Regions from separate parts of the Mus musculus genome. Here all the other regions are linked to region 2. A link is a contact called in public HiChIP or PLAC-seq and promoter capture Hi-C data. All regions are on one chromosome and are shown on one strand. The core of a region is the stretch at or near the end of the contact, and the rest is flanking DNA. Distances in the headings are between cores, read along the strand shown.

What was found. HiChIP or PLAC-seq counts read pairs in DNA pulled down with a chosen protein or histone mark. Capture Hi-C pulls out chosen DNA fragments and counts their contacts.
Region 1: an H3K4me3 HiChIP or PLAC-seq map of embryonic stem cells shows a contact between it and region 2, with 8 read pairs. The contact joins the promoter of Neurog1 here to the promoter of Txndc15 in region 2. A contact is called at or near these places in 1 of 39 promoter capture datasets (embryonic stem cells) and 2 of 115 datasets of contacts at active chromatin or transcription factors (both in embryonic stem cells).
Region 3: a contact with region 2 is called in an H3K27ac HiChIP or PLAC-seq map of hepatocytes, with 4 times the contacts expected there. The contact joins the promoter of Fgfr4 here to the promoter of Txndc15 in region 2. A contact is called at or near these places in 1 of 115 datasets of contacts at active chromatin or transcription factors (hepatocytes) and 1 of 9 other capture datasets (pancreatic islet).
Region 4: a promoter capture Hi-C map of liver shows a contact between it and region 2, with 4 times the contacts expected there. The contact joins the promoter of Zfp346 here to the promoter of Txndc15 in region 2. A contact is called at or near these places in 9 of 39 promoter capture datasets (the C10 cell line, cranial neural crest, erythroid cells and 5 more), 1 of 484 Hi-C or Micro-C datasets (CD4 T cells), 4 of 115 datasets of contacts at active chromatin or transcription factors (bone marrow-derived dendritic cells, bone marrow-derived macrophages, memory CD8 T cells and 1 more) and 3 of 9 other capture datasets (adipose tissue, liver and pancreatic islet).

The regions. Positions count from the first base shown.
Region 1 is chr13:56,250,750-56,253,449 of GRCm38.p6, reverse strand. It overlaps Neurog1 (neurogenin 1), which reads left to right and starts at 1,270. Exons shown (of 1, transcript NM_010896.3): 1 at 1,270-2,700. The coding sequence starts at 1,518. The coding sequence ends at 2,252.
Region 2 is chr13:55,713,384-55,716,083 of GRCm38.p6, reverse strand. It overlaps Txndc15 (thioredoxin domain containing 15), which reads right to left and starts at 1,434. Exons shown (of 5, transcript NM_175150.3): 1 at 1,240-1,434. The coding sequence starts at 1,306.
Region 3 is chr13:55,151,398-55,154,097 of GRCm38.p6, reverse strand. Fgfr4 (fibroblast growth factor receptor 4) reads right to left here and starts at 1,280. Exons shown (of 18, transcript NM_008011.2): 1 at 1,171-1,280.
Region 4 is chr13:55,103,885-55,106,584 of GRCm38.p6, reverse strand. It overlaps Zfp346 (zinc finger protein 346), which reads right to left and starts at 1,276. Exons shown (of 7, transcript NM_012017.2): 1 at 1,067-1,276. The coding sequence starts at 1,241.

The DNA.
Region 1 (2,700 bases), core at 21-2,520, 540 kb before region 2:
CCCAAGAGCTGCTACAGAGGGAAGGAGCCACGGGGCAAGAGCTAGGCATAGGCAAAGAGGCTGTGCTTTCTCTACCAAGGCGCAGGTGTCCTGGACAGAGCCCCTTTGAAGACAGCAGGCTAGGCATTGCACTGGGCCTGAGGCCACCACTCAGATATCATGGAAAGGGGGGGGGGGCGCCTCTAGGGTGTTCCTTTTGTTTTTAATACCTGACTCCACGATCCAGGTTTGCTCCTTAATAAATAACTCCTCTCAGGTGCATTTGAGAGGCTGCCTGAGCCTCTATTGCTGTCCGGCAAACAGGAAAATGACTCGACCCACAGAATGAGGACATTTCTCTGGACTAGGCAAGTTTATAGGCAAATTGGCAGAAGGGATGGGGACGGAATTCCACTGTGTGCTTGCTGCCTTCTGTGGGACATCTCTCTCCTGGCCAGAAGCTAAGTCCCTTAGCCAGCTGGCACTGGGGTGAGCCCCTGAGGCTGGCACCATTCCAAAACGTGCGGCACAAGAGGATGCTTGGAAATGGAGAGAGCAAGATTTCAGGAGAAGAGGGGGTCTGCACACCCCCATATTACCTCGTGAGTCTTTGAGGAGGGGTACGCGGGCAGGGGCAGAGTGGGGTCAAGCCCCAGCTCAGTCTGGGAACTCATTGGATCTTTAGATCTTTCTCTTGCTGTCTTCTTCATTAACCTTGGCGGAGCAGGGACATCTATCCCTCCTCAAGACGTGTAACTGTTTACTGGTCCTGTCTGTTTAGATGCGAATAGTCAATCAGTAGCAGGCAAAGGGATGCGAACTCAGTAGCAGGCAAAGGGATGCGAACCCAGCCTCCAGCCTCAGCCCCAGCTCTCCATCACCCGCCACAGAGCTCACACTTTCTGCCAGGGCTCCTCCTCCCCATCCACCCCAGCGAGGGACACCCGCGCGCCCCTGGGAGGAGTGTGCCTCGGCCCGCCGCTAATCGCCCCCGGCCCCCGCCTTCGCCCGGGTTTCCCGGCCAGAGACGCCCCGGCCTCCCTCGCTTGATCCGGCTCCCGGAGCAGGCCGGGCCACCGATTGGCCGGCGGTAATTACGGGCACGCTCCAGGAGGGGGGCTGGGCGGGGGCGGCCTCCCGCGAGCATAAATTATGCAAATAGCAGGCGCCGCACGGGGCTGACCTGCCGCCTCTCGCCATTCACCCGCGCCGCCTCGGGGGCGGAGGTGGCCAGGGAGGGGGCGCCCATTGTTGCGCGCCGTACTTAAGGGGTCCTGAGGCCGGTCGTGTGCCACACTTGGTGCTCACAGGAGCTGATCTGATCGCCGGCGACATCACTCAGGAGACCAGCCCGGCGCGTGGCCCCTGCAGGCGAGGCGAGGAGGGCCAAGCCCATTCACTCCCTGAGCCCCTGCGATCTTCCCGGCCCTCGCGCCTGCAGCAGGCACAGGCTAGCCCCGGGTCGTACGGACAGTAAGTGCGCTTCGAAGGCCGACCTCCAAACCTCCTGTCCGTCTGTCGGTCCTGCACACTGCAAGATGCCTGCCCCTTTGGAGACCTGCATCTCTGATCTCGACTGCTCCAGCAGCAACAGCAGCAGCGACCTGTCCAGCTTCCTCACCGACGAGGAGGACTGTGCCAGGCTACAGCCCCTAGCCTCCACCTCGGGGCTGTCCGTGCCAGCCCGGAGGAGCGCTCCCGCCCTCTCCGGGGCATCGAATGTTCCCGGTGCCCAGGACGAAGAGCAGGAACGGCGGAGGCGGCGAGGTCGCGCTCGGGTGCGGTCCGAGGCTCTGCTGCACTCCCTGCGGAGGAGTCGTCGCGTCAAAGCCAACGATCGCGAGCGCAACCGCATGCACAACCTCAACGCTGCGCTGGACGCCTTGCGCAGCGTGCTGCCCTCGTTCCCCGACGACACCAAGCTCACCAAGATTGAGACGCTGCGCTTCGCCTACAACTACATCTGGGCCCTGGCTGAGACACTGCGCCTGGCAGATCAAGGGCTCCCCGGGGGCAGTGCCCGGGAGCGCCTCCTGCCTCCGCAGTGTGTCCCCTGTCTGCCCGGGCCCCCGAGCCCGGCCAGCGACACTGAGTCCTGGGGTTCCGGGGCCGCTGCCTCCCCCTGCGCCACTGTGGCATCACCACTCTCTGACCCCAGTAGTCCCTCGGCTTCAGAAGACTTCACCTATGGCCCGGGCGATCCCCTTTTCTCCTTTCCTGGCCTGCCCAAAGACCTGCTCCACACGACGCCCTGTTTCATCCCATACCACTAGGCCTTTGTAAGGCAACATCAATACTTTCTTCCTCCCCCAGTCTAAGAGCAATAATAGATGGGGAACTGGCTGAAGCCTCCGGGGGCCACACTTACCCCCAAGTGAATTCTGGGAGCTTTAAAGGGGGGAGGGGGAATACCTGACCACTTGTTAGGTTGCTGCACCCTCGCTGAAGCTGCCCTCGGTCTATTTCTCCACCCCCAGCACGGCCTCCCCCCCCCCCCGCCCGCCCCCAGACGGCCTTTCGTTTTTGTTGCACTTTCTGAACTTCACAAAACCTTCTTTGTGACTGGCTCAGAACTGACCCCAGCCACCACTTCAGTGTGGTTTGGAAAAGGGACAGATGAGCCCCTGAAGACGAGGTGAAAAGTCAATTTTACAATTTGTAGAACTCTAATGAAGAAAAACGAGCATGAAAATTCGGTTTGAGCCGGCTGACAATACAATG
Region 2 (2,700 bases), core at 185-2,684:
ATATATCATCTTTTTTTTTTTTTTTTTTTTTTTTTTGGTTTTTCGAGACAGGGTTTCTCTGTACAGCCCCGGCTGTCCTGGAACTCACTTTGTAGACCAGGCTGGCCTCGAACTCAGAAATCCGACTGCCTCTGCCTCCCAAATGCTGGGATTAAAGGTGTGCACCACCACTGCCCCACTTACATCTTCATTTTAAAGGCTAGTGATTAAATAGATTGAAAATTTCAATTTTTGGCTGTGAGATCTGACAGACACTGGCTTCCATCTCAGGCCCTCATCTATGGCTGCATAATATTGAAAGAGGATTTAGGTCCTGAGTCTCAGTTCCAGGTTGGGCATCCCTAAATGGAAACAGCCCTAGGCAGGCAGGAGGATTGGGGGGAGGGGGGGTCGGTCTGAGCTGTCTCAAAACAAAGGACAATAGCAACAAAAAATGTTTGATGTAAATCAGGCAGTGGTGGAATTTAATCCCAGCACTCGGGAGGCAGAGACAAGCAGATCTCTTGATCTCTGGCCTACAGAGTAATTTCTAGGACAGCCAGGTTCCAGAGAGAAACATTGTCTCAAAAAAATACTAACTAATCAACTAAAAATAAATAAATGAATCCAAAAGAAAAGAAAGAAAGAAATGGTCTTTTAATAGGAGTGGATAAAAGAGCCATGAACTAAGAAGGCCTCTCTCTGCTCCCCACTCTAGCACAGAGTGGCTCCTTTACCCACTTAAAGGGGTCCCCACATAAACACGGGCCCCAGGAATCTGATGTTGGTTTTTGGTGTTTTCTTCAGACAGATCCCAACTAATCTAGAGTGGCCACTTTCAAACAGTGGCCCAGCAAGAGCGAACTCCAGCGTGAACTTTGAAGTCGGAGAGACCTCAGGCTCTGATATTACTACTAAGTGCGAACAGGCAAATAGCTTATTCCCTCCGAGCCTCCTCGTCTCCAGCCTGTGAAATGAAGGTATTAACGGAAGCAGTCTCCCGCGGCGGCTGGAAGGACTGGAGGAGATCTGAGCTCTGGGATTCTAATCAGGACACAACAAAAGTCAGGTGTCTGCGTTTGACGGCTGATCATAAAGTGCGCATCGCAGAGGGTATCGGGCCAGGCCCGCCGAGGGGCCTGGGCAGGCTCGGCCTCCGCCGCCCAGCACCCCCACCGCCACGCACCGTCCCGCACCGCCCGCGGGTGGCAGCGCGTCGCCCCACGCAGCCGCCTTCGCCGGACCCCGATCCGCACTCACCCTCCAGGCCGTGGGCCGGAAGGCCCAGCACCCACAGCAGGACTTGCCACCAGCAGAGGAGTTGCATGGCGCGCGACAGGGAGCCGCGGCGACAGCCACCGCGGTGGAAGAAAATCGGCGCACCGGCAACCGGAGTCGCACCCCCCGCCCCAGGGAGACTACGGGGAGGAGAGCCCAGAGCGCAGGCGTGGCCGCGGGCCGCCATCTTGACTCCTGGCCGACGCTGCAGACGCCATCTTGGAGTCGGGCGGTCGGCCTCTAGCCAGGCCTGTGCGACCTGTACTGGAAGCCGCTTTTGGGGAACAAGTATCAAAGTAGGATTCGAGCAGCCATCAATAGCCATTCCCATGAGAACTCCTCGCTGCTTGCGACACGTACTGAACCTGTGTGCGGAGTTAATACCTTTCATTTCAAGAGACAAAAAGGCCAAGAAACTTGTGCACAATGGAGGAGGGACAGAACCTTGGGAAATCACAGATAGTCTGATGTATTACTTCAGCATGTTGCACTAGCTTGTGTTGCCAGACAGAGGATAGATCCAGTTAAATTTGAACTTCGCGGGCTGGTGAGATGGCTCAGTGGGTAAGAGCACCCGACTGCTCTTCCGAAGGTCCGAAGACTGAAGTTTTAAAAAAAAAAAAAAAATTTGAACTTCGCATAACTGCTGTATGTGTGTATGTAACTGTCTATCCTATAATTTGCTACTTCTGGCAAATTGGTTGGTTGGTTTTAACACTGGGACTCCTAAGATAATGACACTTAGGGGGGCTGGAGAGATGGCTCAGCAGTTAAGAGCAATGACTGCTCTTCAAGAGGTCCTGAATTCAAATCCCAGCAACCACATGGTGGCTCACAACCATCCATAATGAGATCTGATGCCCTCTTCTGGCAGGAGAATTACTGTGGGTTCCAAGCCAGTCTGGGCTACATCATGAATTCCAGAACTGGCCTGGGCTTCAGAATGAGACCTTGTCTCAAAAATGAGAGGTGGGAAAAGGAAGGAGAAAAGAGTGGAGGGGAAGGGAGTTGAAGAGATGAGAGCAGAAAGGGGGAGGGGAGAGGGGAAGATAACTTTGAGATTAAGAGTACATACTGCTCTCGAAGAAGGCCAAGGGTTATGAACCAAAGGTCTTGGCAATCTGAGTCAAGACGCTGTAATACTTAGTAACTTAGTAGCTGGGTACTAGTCCACTGTCACTCAAACTCCAAAGCATGTGCCTCTAACCTGAGTACTTAAGTCCTGTAAGTGTCTGGCATTTAAAGCTCAGAGCCTGAGCCTGGAGGAGTGACTCACTCATTAAGAACACAGGACCAGGGTTTGATCTCCAGCACCCACATGGCAGCTCACAGCCTTCTTCACCTCCAGCTCCTAGGATCCAGTACTGCCTCCATCAGTACCATACTGTGCACACATATATACAAGCAAGCAAAGCACCCAGAAACATAAAATGTAAATAATTT
Region 3 (2,700 bases), core at 31-2,530, 560 kb after region 2:
TAATCAGTCTACTGACCTCAATGTCTCTCAGCTCCCCTGCCCCACAGAGACTAGGTCATGGTCATTTCTCGCTTGGTATCTTGGCAAACCTTGGTTCTTCACTGCCCACTAGTTTTTTTGTTTTGATTTTGTTTTTTCTCCCTGTCACCCAGATTACAAGCCCCTAAGGGTTAACTGCAGGACCCTCCTGTTTCTTTTTCTATTATTTTGAGACAAGTTCTCACTAAAGTTGACCAGGAAGACTGGCATTGAAACTCACTCTGCAAACCAAGCAGGTCTACAAATGGTGAGGCTCCTGCCTCAGCCTGGCTAGTACTACCCATCAAGGCCCATGTGCTGGGCCCAGCTTTTCTACGCTTCATTTTAAATGCCAGTGTCAACCTTGTAACTCCCACAGTCTGTCCCTTCAGTAAATTCTAAACGCCGACATGTTTGCTCCCTTGCCTGTACCTCCGTGTTCCTCTATTGCCTTAAAACCTTGATCTGTCCCCTACCCCCTAGTTTGCTCGGCCCATCTGCAAAAGACTCCTACCACACCCTGCAAAGCAGAGAGGGCCATGCTTCATCTCCAGCTTGGGTTGGGGCGGACAGGTCCGGGGAGGTTTTATTCCCACTCACAGGTTACCCTGAACTCACAACCACAGAATTCTTAGTCTGGTCACCAAGGCTGGCCCCTTAGGATCGCTAGCACTTGGGACTGTCATCAGAGAGCGCTAAGTTGTTCACCCTCCTGCACTCACGCGATGAGGTACTCTGTGCAAGCGACTGCGAGCATTACTTTTTTTTTTTTTGCCAGGGGCGACAGTGCTCTTACTTTAATGCCCCCACCCCGTCGCTCTTGGAGGGAGGTGCACGTCAGCGGTCCCCGTGCGGAGTTGCATAGACAGCTGGCCCATCGCCCCCGCCCCGGTGGGCAATAAGTAACCAGAGCGGTGACCAGGGTGCTCTTTGAACGGAGGGGGACAAAAGGCCCTGTGTGCGCTGCGGGTTACTGATTTACCGCCCCCTCCACCCAACCACTCCCGCCGCGCGGGCGCCAAGGTCCCCGGGACAGAGGGGGCAGCTCGGGAGCTCCACGGCCGCTGTCCCCACGGCGGCCGGGAGTACGGTGTGTGGCCCAACTGGCCCAGAGCTAGAGGGCTCCGCTCCCGGCGCAGGGGCCCGGCTCACCTGGCTCCTCCGCCGCCCGGCTCCCGCGCGCGCGGGTCACGATCCCGGCAGGGCTGGCACACTCACCCGCCCGGAGCTCCTCCGCCCCGGGCCGAAGAGCCAGGAATGTCCCTGCAACTGCAGCGTGGCGGGGGGCTGCCCCCTCCTGCCCCGCCCACCTCGGACTCCGCCCCTCCTGGACCACTTCTGATCTGAGAGGCGTGGTCCGAGACCCGGCAAATGTCAGCCCGGTACCCTAGTGCGGGAGCTCCCCGTTGGGACTGGATCGCCCAGTCTCAGTCGTTCCGGGGCCCCACGTCCAACCTGCAAGGTCTAACTTGCTACCTTGCTCTATCCTTTGCTCTTCCTCAATTTGGCACTCACCAGGCTCTCTGGTTTTCCGTGAAATCACAGAACATCAGAGAGACCTGACCTCTCCTTGGCCTGAGCGACCTTCAGAGGATATTTAAAATATATCTCGGTCGGTCGGGGTGGCGGCGGCGCACTGGGGAGGCAGAGGCAGGTGGGTTTCTGAGTTCGAGGCCAGCCTGGTCTACAGAGTGAGTTCTAGAACAGCCAGAGCTATACAGAGAAACACAGTCTCGGAAAAGAGGGGGGGGGGAGGGAGGGAGAGAGAGAGAGAGAGAAAGAGAGAGAGGAAAAAACTTTAAACTTTAATTTGTAAAAAGTTGTGCTTTTATTTTTAAAAGTTTAAATTTTCACTCTAAAAAGTTTTTTTGTTGTTTCTTTTTGTTTGTTTGGGGTTTTTGTTTTTGTTTTTGTTTTTTCAAGACAGGGTTTCTCTGTATAGCCCTGGCTGTCCTGGAACTCACTTTGTAGACCAGGCTGGCCTTAAACTCAGAAGTTTGCCTGCCTCTGCTTCCCAAGTGCTGGGATTAAAGGCGTGTGCCACCACTGCCCCGCCCTGACTGCTCTTCCAGAGGTCCTGAGTTCAATTCCCAGCAACCACATGGTGGCTCACAACCATCTGTAATGGGATCCGATGCCTTCTTCTGCTGTGTCTGAGAGCAGCTACAGTGGACTCACATACATAAAATAAATAATGCTTTAAAAGAATACTTCCTCTGGTTTTTACATAGATAGTGTTGTGATGACATGGTGGTCTGGTCCACATGTACAGACCTCCTCCTCCTGTGTTGCTCCCCATCCTATCCCTGGGTCTTTGCTCACCCATCCCCTGTTCCTAGTCTAACCTGCTCTCTATTGGTCTGGCACTTTGGTCTCCGTTCAAGGCCCCAGGACATCCCTGGGGATTTGCCAAGTCCCCTTTGTTAGGATGGAGAAAAGAATGAGCCCTGAATCTCAGTACTGTCTATCAGCCTTGTCTCTGTCTTTGTTTGCTCCTCAGCAAATCAGTAAATGATAGTAGGCTGCTGAAGAGACTTGCTGGAAGGAGAATTCACATGTTCATATCTGACCTGTGAGCACTAACAGCCATTCTTTCTTCTTCGCACTTGGCAGGCTGTAACTGCATAGTTGTTATTCATGTAATCAGCTGGGGACCGACCACTAAGCTCCCGGAAGCCAGGA
Region 4 (2,700 bases), core at 27-2,526, 610 kb after region 2:
CAATTTTATCCAGGGCAAGCAGTTCACAAACACATTAAACTTCCCAAGATTAGTCTGCTCAGCAAGCAAAATAACCAGGGAAAGACTTCTCTGCAGGGACCTGATAGGTTAGCACAGAAACCCAGATAACAGTTCTTGTACATTTGGGTTAGTATTAAGTAGCTAGCTCGGGAAGGGACTCTGAAAAGAGAAAGAGGCCAGCTCGCCCTGCACTCCTCTAGTATCCTTGTTACCCACCCAGTTTTGGTTCAAACAGAGCCATCTGGTAAGGTTCTGCCCAGAAGTGCACCCTGAGTGAGTATACACTGTTCTCCACAACTCTGCATCGAGTGTGAGATGAAGCAGTCAGAGGCAAGATGAATACCTAAGCTTCCCCGCCTCCTGGGCCTCCTCAGTGGAAAAAGCTGTTGGCAACAGACACAGAAATACGGTTTTGAAGGACATAGTGGTGCAAGCCAGCGATGCCCACACTGAGGCAGGGAGACCCATGCAAGTTCAAGGCCAGCCAAGTCTACCAAGGAAGAAACATGGCAAACCAGGACGCAGTCATCAAGCCCAGGAGCTGGGATTCAAGAAGACCTTCCAGAGCTCACGTTGGTCCTCCCTCTCACTAGGAAGGATGAGGGCAGGAGGTCCACCACGAGTTGGAACAGTGAGAGGCGTCGCAAAATAAATGTAATAATAATGAAGTAAATTAAATAAAGCTATTCGGATCTGTCAGAACCATAGGGCTTTGAGAGGAAAGAGAAGCAATGTGGAGTTGTGGAATTAAAGACAGACAGGGACGGGGGCTGGCTCGCCTACGAGTCAGGCTGGGAAAGTCCTGTCGCTGTCTAAGAGGACAAGACCTAGAATGGGGGGAAACTGTTCGCAAGTGAACGCCCTGGAAAGGAGGACGGACAAATTCCGCAGGGTAACGAGTTACTAGGTCCAGCACCCTTCGCGAGAGCGAGCTCGCAGCTCCGGAACGTCGTGCAGAGGCTGGCGGGCGCCAGGGGAGTGACAGGAGGCAGGGCCATCCCATCCCGCCTCGGTCCAGCCGCCAACCCCGGAGCCCCCGACTCACCTTCCTCCCTCCCCGCCGGCTGCGCACCGGACACAGCTTCCCACAGGCGACGCGCCCTCTCGCGGTCAAAGCGCACTCCGTCCGGTTCCCGACCCTCCGGCTCCTCGGAGCCCTTGTACGGTCCGGCTTCTCCAGGGTCCGCAGCATCCGTAGCATCGGGCGCAGGACACTCCATCTTTCCGGCAAGACGCGCCGTTAAGAAGCTGCGCATGCGGCCTGCTACCACGAGCAGTGGGTGGGCGGGGATTTGACCCGGCCAGCAACTCTCGCGAAGTTTGGGCTCTGCAGAGTCCCGCTGGGGCGGGGCCCTGAGGGGGCGGGGCCCAGAGGAGGCGGGGCCCAGAGGCTCATTTTGTTTTGGTTCCTCTGGCGCCTTAGGAGTCCAGTGAATTGGAAAAAAACGGTTCATGTTGATCACTTCTTAGCTCAGGGCTCTCAGTTTTGCTCAAGGTGAGCCACTGACGGACACTTGTCATTTCCTTTTTCTATATGTGGAAAATTATCTCCCATTTCTTTTCTTTTTTCTTTTTGGTTTTTCGAGACAGGGTTTCTCTGTGTAGCCCTGGCTGTCCTGGAACTCACTCTGAAGACCAGGCTGGCCTCGAACTCAGAAATCCTCCTGCCTCTGCCTCCCGAGTGCTGGGATCAAAGGCATGCACCACCATGCCCGGCAATTTCTCCCATTTCTTTGGAAGAGAACCTAAGACCCAGATTCTAGAAATGTTTTACTTAGCTTATTAAAGCAGACATAATGGTACAGCTCTTCATCTCAATACACAGGAGGTGGAGGATATAAGATTAGGAGCTTGAGGCCAGCCTGGGCTACCTGAGACCCTGTCTAAGAAGCACTTACTAATGGCTGAGCACGGTGGCTCATACTTGCTATTCCAAAATTTGGGAGACTAAGGTTAGAGAAATGCACATTTGAGAAAAAAAAGACATTGTTCGAGAAAAAGATAGTTAAGGCTGTGGTCAAAGTACTCTGGAGGACGCAAGACGACCAGGAGTTCAAGACAAACCTCTGCTCCAATAATAGATCATCTCTCAACGAAACAAAACACACCCACAAAACAAACAAAAACCCAGACAATAATAAGGTTGGATGTGGTGCCTGCCTGTAATTATATCACTCTGGAGGCTGAGGCAGGAGGATTGTCATGATGTATTTGAGGCTAGTGTTGGGAGCCATCTTCACTTTATGGGGTCTGGATGAGAGAGTTAGAGCTTCTCCTTGGTCTGCAGTATCTGATAAGTTCTTGGGCTTGTTCTCAGTTCATTCCCAATAAGTTTATGAGGTAGCATCCTCTGTTCTCAGGAATAAGTCGTTTATCAATCTCTGCCGATGAGTGGTGCCGAGCAAATAGGAGTTTGGGTCCACTGAGGAATACAGTTTACTTCTACCCTCAAGGTGGAGACACAGGCTGCTTGTAAAATGGAATCTTGGTCCATTTTACACGGTAGGAAACAAAACAAAACACTGTTTTACATGATAATGAGGTAAAATAGGGCACTGCTGGTCTTATATTGCTGTAATATTAGTTTTATTATTATTATTACTGTTATTGTTATTATTATTTGTTGTTATATTTTTGAGACAGGACCTATGTAGCCCTGGCTGTCCTGGGACTTACTAT